2 separate regions of the Mus musculus genome follow, and region 1 is linked to region 2. A link is a contact called in public Hi-C data. All regions are on one chromosome and are shown on one strand. Each heading gives the region's core, a stretch centred on a gene start, on an enhancer-like site or on the middle of the called end of the contact. The rest is flanking DNA. Distances are from core to core; before and after follow the strand shown. Region 1 has its middle 7.7 kb from the start of Gm41029. Region 2 has its middle 26 kb from the start of Lncenc1.

What was found. Hi-C and Micro-C count contacts between places; a contact is called where the count stands out from the background.
Region 1: a Hi-C map of the N1E-115 cell line shows a contact between it and region 2, with 3 times the contacts expected there. The contact joins two enhancer-like sites. A contact is called at or near these places in 4 of 484 Hi-C or Micro-C datasets (the N1E-115 cell line, myocytes, nephron progenitors and 1 more) and 2 of 115 datasets of contacts at active chromatin or transcription factors (bone marrow-derived macrophages and pancreatic cancer cells).

Annotation. Positions count from the first base shown.
Region 1 is chr13:97,544,891-97,547,882 of GRCm38.p6, forward strand. No RefSeq gene overlaps it. Among named protein-coding and RNA genes, the nearest start is that of Gm41029, 7.7 kb to the left of the region's middle. Within about 2 kb of position 1,446, at least 102 of the 459 cell types and tissues checked have an H3K27ac peak or open chromatin away from gene starts, as enhancers often do. A contact at or near this core is called in the N1E-115 cell line, where this site is marked.
Region 2 is chr13:97,407,061-97,410,114 of GRCm38.p6, forward strand. No RefSeq gene overlaps it. Among named protein-coding and RNA genes, the nearest start is that of Lncenc1, 26 kb to the right of the region's middle. Within about 2 kb of position 1,576, at least 28 of the 459 cell types and tissues checked have an H3K27ac peak or open chromatin away from gene starts, as enhancers often do. A contact at or near this core is called in the N1E-115 cell line, where this site is marked.

The sequences.
Region 1 (2,992 bases), core at 196-2,695, 140 kb after region 2:
TCCTGCCTTTCATTCCTGCCCTGAGTTCCTTAGGTGATAGACTGTGATGTAGAGCTGTAAGCTGAAATGAACTCCGCTAATTCCTTTTGGCCGTGGTGTTTTACCACAGTGATAGAAACCCTAACTAAGACAGCAGTCATTCTTTAGTAATGGGTTTAGGATTGGTTCTAGGACCCCTGCAGATACCAAAACGCTCAGGTGCTTTAGGTGAGTATATGATCTAGCATTTGCATATCATCCATATATTCCCTCTCACACACTGTAAATCACATCTAGATTACATATAAAACCAAGTACAACATAAAGGTTATGTAAATAACTGCTGCATAACTTAGGGAATAATAGAGTCTGAACACGGCCAGCACAAGCCATTTTTTTTTTCTGTGCATTTTTGATCCACTGCTGGTTGAATCTGCAGATACAGAAGGCCAACTGGACCTTGACTACTGGCCATTGTATATGACCTGATGTTCAGTTGTAGGTTTTGTCATGTGCGGAGAAGGAAAGGAGGCTTCTGAGAGGAGCAGTGATGGGAAGGACAACAACGGCTCTGTGAGCATCCTGAGCAGATGCTGGCTTCACACTTTGCATATTTGAAGACAAGTTTATGTGGCTACAGATCACAGACGGTATGGCTGCTCCTTCCTGGTTCTGACGCTATTGAGGAAAGCTGGGTTCATAGTCTCCCCTTTTCTTTCCCCTGCATCTCACCCATTCCACTGGATGAACTCTTGATTTATAGCTCAGATTGGTCTTACTATCCTCTTGCCTCAGCCTTTTGGGTACTGGGATTATGGGTCTGCAGTACCACATCTGGCTCACATTTTTTTATCATTTACTATCACTTGACCTGGGTAGGAATTCTCATTTTGTGGTATAGCTGCTTATATAGTGTGGACTATTTCTACCTCATGAGATGGTTTTTGGCTTCAAATGAGGTTATCATATATAGATTGACTAAAGATAGAGCCAGGCACATAGTAGGTACTCAGTTAATAAGATCTGGGCCAGAAATTCCAAGATTTTGTACAGTTTGGTAGGTCTAAAGCTGACAATAATGCTTTCTTCTTCCCAAAGAGAGCACACAAAACCAAAGGCCATCAGATCAACCGGCCAGCCAAGCAGAAGGTATGGCAGCAGATGGGCATCTTATTAGGAGACACCCTGCTAGACGAGAGAGCCACTCTGTTGAGGTATTAGCATAATCTTCCTTTGAAACTTCTGCTCATAGAGAACAACACCGACTTCAAGTTGGTAAATAACTCAAAGGAATTTAATTTGCCCTGTGAAGTGTGGGTAATACTGCTTTATCTTTCAGAGAAGACGCACTGCCGCCTCCATAACATTCGTAATGAGGCCATTACCACCCGAGAGCGACTCCCTCCTGAGTTCTGACAGAGCAGTAGGCCACATGGCCGTGATTCATCTGTAAATCATGCTCTCTGTTTAAAAATCTTGGCAACTTCCTCCTTGTGCCCTGCTGTCTCTGTGGAAGGAGGAGGCATGGGAGGGAGGGAACCAAGGGAAGGGCATGAGATGTAAGGCTTGACTCTGTATTCTGTAAAACCATTACCCTTCTTCATTTCCACTAGAGTACCCCCATTTCTGCATGGTATTTTATACTCAATTAATTCCTGGAGATATTGCCAGAAACTAATGTGTTCTGTGTGCATACTGGATAACCGTGGGGATTTTAAAAAACTGTTGTTATTTGTTTAGATCATGTTTTTGCAGACAGTAGCAATATTAGTTGTTCATTTGGGGACATGGAGTAACTAGCCTGAAACTATTATTCTTTCTTTGATTTGATTCATCTATGCTTGACCCAAACGCTGTTTTGAAATAGGAAGAAAACCAAGTGTGGTGGCAGTGTTTGAAATCCATGCACTTGTGAGATTGGTGCTAGGGAGGGTGGGGTGGGGTGGCCGATGTTGGTCTGGGTGTGGTGAAACACACCTTTAATCCCAGAACTCAGGAGGCAGAGGCAGCTCGGTCTCCCTGAGTTTCAGTTTAGATAATGAATCCCATGCCAGCCACCGTTAGATCTCGAGACACTGTCTAAAAGACAAAAGCAAAGCAACTGACTGGGACTGGGGAGTGGGGGTTAGCTACTGAATTGTGTTGTGCTTTTATATGAAATAGAGACGAACACCGGTGAGTTCATAATCTTTGTGAGCCTTACTATGTGGAGACACCACAAGCTGTAGAAAACACACTGATTGGGATCAAAGTCCCTAGGTCATGACAGGCCCAGATGGCAACTGATTATTTCCGTCCTTGCCTAGCCTCTCTGCCTGGTAACAAAGGGTTTTATCACACTTTCTAATTCGTGGCCTGGGATGATAAACAGCAGAGGCTTGCTTGGAGACTGACCCATGGCCTCATGCCCAGTAGCCCTTTTAATAATAGACTTTTCCTGCCTTGTTTTTTGTATAGGTGCTAACATCAAGTTTGGGTATGCATCAGGACTCATGAGTCCTCATCTGGGTCCTCTTCCAGTACCCCACCAGCATCACCCTATTCTGGCGTCAGGCTTTTCTTTTCTGTGAATAGGAGTCAAAGCAAAACAAAAAAGGAGGTGGGCTGGGACAGCCGCTCAGTCAGTAGGGTACACGCTTGAATATCTGAGTTTGACTCTTAGTACCCATGTTAAAGAGCTACATGGTAGTGCATACTTGTGATTCCTGTACCGGGGTCAATAGAGCAGACAGATTTCCTAGGGGCTCAATGGCCATGAGGTCTAGATGACATGGGGACTCCAGGCTAATGAGAAACCCTGTATCAAATAGTGGAGACCATGTGAGGGAGGGTATCCAAAGTTGATCTTTGGCCTCCATACACGACCCCCCAACACACACACACACACACACACACACACACACACACACACACACACACACGGGTCTTTTTCGGTGAGACTCTCGCAGTGTCTTTCTGGGTCCAATTATGATGCTGAGTTAAGGTTTCAGAGGAATGATTTCATTCTTTAAAC
Region 2 (3,054 bases), core at 326-2,825:
TACAGTAAATGCTTTATGCACTGAGCCGTTTCTTCAGCTCCCTGATGCACACACAGTCTTATCTCAGTAAAGGCTTGTGTGCGGGAGGGGTTGGGGGGGAATGGAGGTGGGTTCTGACTTCTGAAAGGAAGGTATATTCCTCGAGGAACTAGGACATGTCAATTTCATCTTATTACCTACAATGGCCAGAAAATTGCTGAACGAATCAGAGATGCTCGGTGAATAGTCAGGGATTGTAAATGGCCTTTTCTTTTGCGAATTGTTATTCTGAGCAATTTTGTGCAAAATAAGGCTTTTGAAGACCTTTGGTCCATTTTCATTTTTAAGCTAATGCTTAAAAAATATTCAGATTGAGAGTAAATCTGTATAGAATACCAGATTTCCATAGACTAGACAGGTTGTTATTAGTACCTCGTTTTGAATTCTCGTTTTAGCCCACAGTTCCCTTGCAATTTTACCTCCCAATCCCAATGTCGGGAAGATTCCTCTCATCTAAAGCAGCTGCTTCTCCCTGAACTCTATAAAGTCATTTGTTGCTCCTGCTTCTTGCTCTTTCTCAGTGTCTGCTAGAGGCAGACAGCAGGACATCAGCTAAGGACTGGTGAAAACTAGGTAGCAAGCAAAGCAATTTGCAATGCTAAAAGACTCAGCGTCCCACAGGTTAGAAGGAGCTGCTAGCAACATAGTAGCTGTGTGAAAGGGAGTTTTAACTGTGCCATCAACAACTGGCTTTATTGGCTCATTTAGAAAAGAAAATAAAGGGAAAGAAAATCCAAGAGCAAAATGCTATTTGAAATTCCCTTTTGTGGGCCAATCAGGGTAAAGGTGCATTGTGGGCCAGTGAGGGTAAAGATGCTGGCTGTGTTTGCTGCCAAACCTAGCAACCAGAGTTCGATTTTTGTCCCTTATGGTGGAAGTAGAGAATGGATTATTGCAAGTTGTCCTCTGACCTCCACGTCTGCACCATGGCACTTGTGTGCCCCCCCCCAAAGTAAACAATATTAAAAAAATTGATAAAACTCTGAAACACTTTCTACATTCTATGTTGTAGTTACTTCTTTTAACTACTGTTATTACTATCATTAACATTTTCAGCCTGAAGTATAACTTTTTGCAAATTATGTCTCCATGTTTTATTGTGATAAAATACATAGAACATACATTTGACCCATTTGTAGCTACGTACTTTAGATTTAGTGATGGTGAGTTTCTAGTCTTGCAGGTTTTAGGCACTAGGGTTTTTCTTAAGATTTCTGCCAGATTCCCAGGACTGCTGAAGGACAAAGAGTCGATTCGATGCTTGGTATTGTATGAATGAATCCAAACCTTATCGTATCTAAAGCTTTTAGATTAATTGAATTTCGAGTTTTTAAAAGGACGTTGGTGGTGATGGTGCAACCAACCATGAGACACAGCTGTATTCTCACAGGTTATTAAGGGCACTTTGCTGGTGTGATGATAATTCAGATCGAAACACTGAGAATTACACAGGAACTGCTTCTCTGCCAGGGCGCTCAAGCCTTGGCTGCGTGCCACTTCTAGCTTATCTGAAATGTCACACCATCACTGCGACAGGAATCACTTTGCTCTTGTATATCCACTTTGGGGTTGGCCACAGGATTCTAAGAACGTCACTCACTTATTCTGTACCATCCTTCCTCCCAGACAGTAGAAGCATTTTTTTCTTCACATTTCAAAGAATTAAAAGACATAATGAGCTCTGTGCTGACAGCATTTAGGTCTGAAATGTCCTCAAAGGTCCATGCTTTGTCTGAGGGCAGCATGGGACTACTGGGAGGTGATAGAACCTTAGGAGGCGGAGCCTAGCAGGAGCGCTTCAGGTCATTGGTCCTCAGAGGCCTTGGTAGAGCTCCTGCCTCGTCCTCTCTCCTTCTGGACGTTGAAGCTCTTTTGTTCCACTCTCCCACATGCTGCCTCATTACCAAGGCTTAAAAGCCATATCTCCAAGTGGCTCTCGGGCTGAAACCTCAGAAACTGAGAGCCAAAAGAGGCCTCTTCTCTTCGGAAGCTGATCACCAAGGCGTTGGTCACGATGGGGGAACAGCTGATGAGCACATCTGTGGACAGCACAAGACAATTACAGTGGCGTCCGTGATTTCGTGGCGTGTACACGCCTGGCTTTGTTCTTACCCAGTATCTCAGTACCAGGAGTCTCAAACATCATGTGAATGGGTGCATACTCGCCCGGAGTGGGGTCTATATTGTTGCTTTAATTAGCTACTTTCTCCCTTTATGCAACTCCTCACAGGAGCATGGGCAGTAAAGCAAATGGAGCTCACATTTCTCCTCGCTCACTTGGCAGGAATTTCGTCTTGCCCCATGTGGACGGCATTTGCACAGCTGCTATACCCACCGAGCGATAAAAAACAACGCCAGCTCAAGGCTTGGCTAGACCTGTACTTTGTTTCAGCAAAATACCTTAGGAAGTAAGGGGTTAAGCCCTCCTTCTACTTCTATTGCCTCCTCCTTCTCTTGACTCCTCCCTCCTCTGCCTCAAGTAGAGCACTCCACCTAGTCAAGACTGTCTTTGATAATCGGCAATGCACTTTTTGATCATCCCAATCACAGATGCAACTGTTCTCGTGACTGGAGAGGCACTTAAATCAGAGCTGGGAGCCTCTGCCCTTACATCTGTCATGCTACTGCCAGTACAAGGAATTTTGCTATTCACATTAAAAAAAAAAATCAGTTTGTACTTTATAATACTCTGCACTTAAAGAACATGATTACTGCTAATTATCATTTAGAAAATTGTTTTTTTTTGCTTGATTAGAGATTTTTAGCAGTGTGTACTGAAATCTAGTGGGCCTTCATTATGTGTGTTACTTTGCAGTGGATACTGGCTTAAATATTAATATATGGAAATTCAGCTTCATCTGCTGTACCTTTTGATGTCAGCGGCATAATCAGTATAATTGGCTTAGATTGTTTTTCTCCTATTTGTATTTCATACCAGCTAATGTCATTAGTGGGCTAACTACTGAGTGGGGGATCTGCATTGTAGAGCTGCTTCCTGGGCGCATTATTACCATT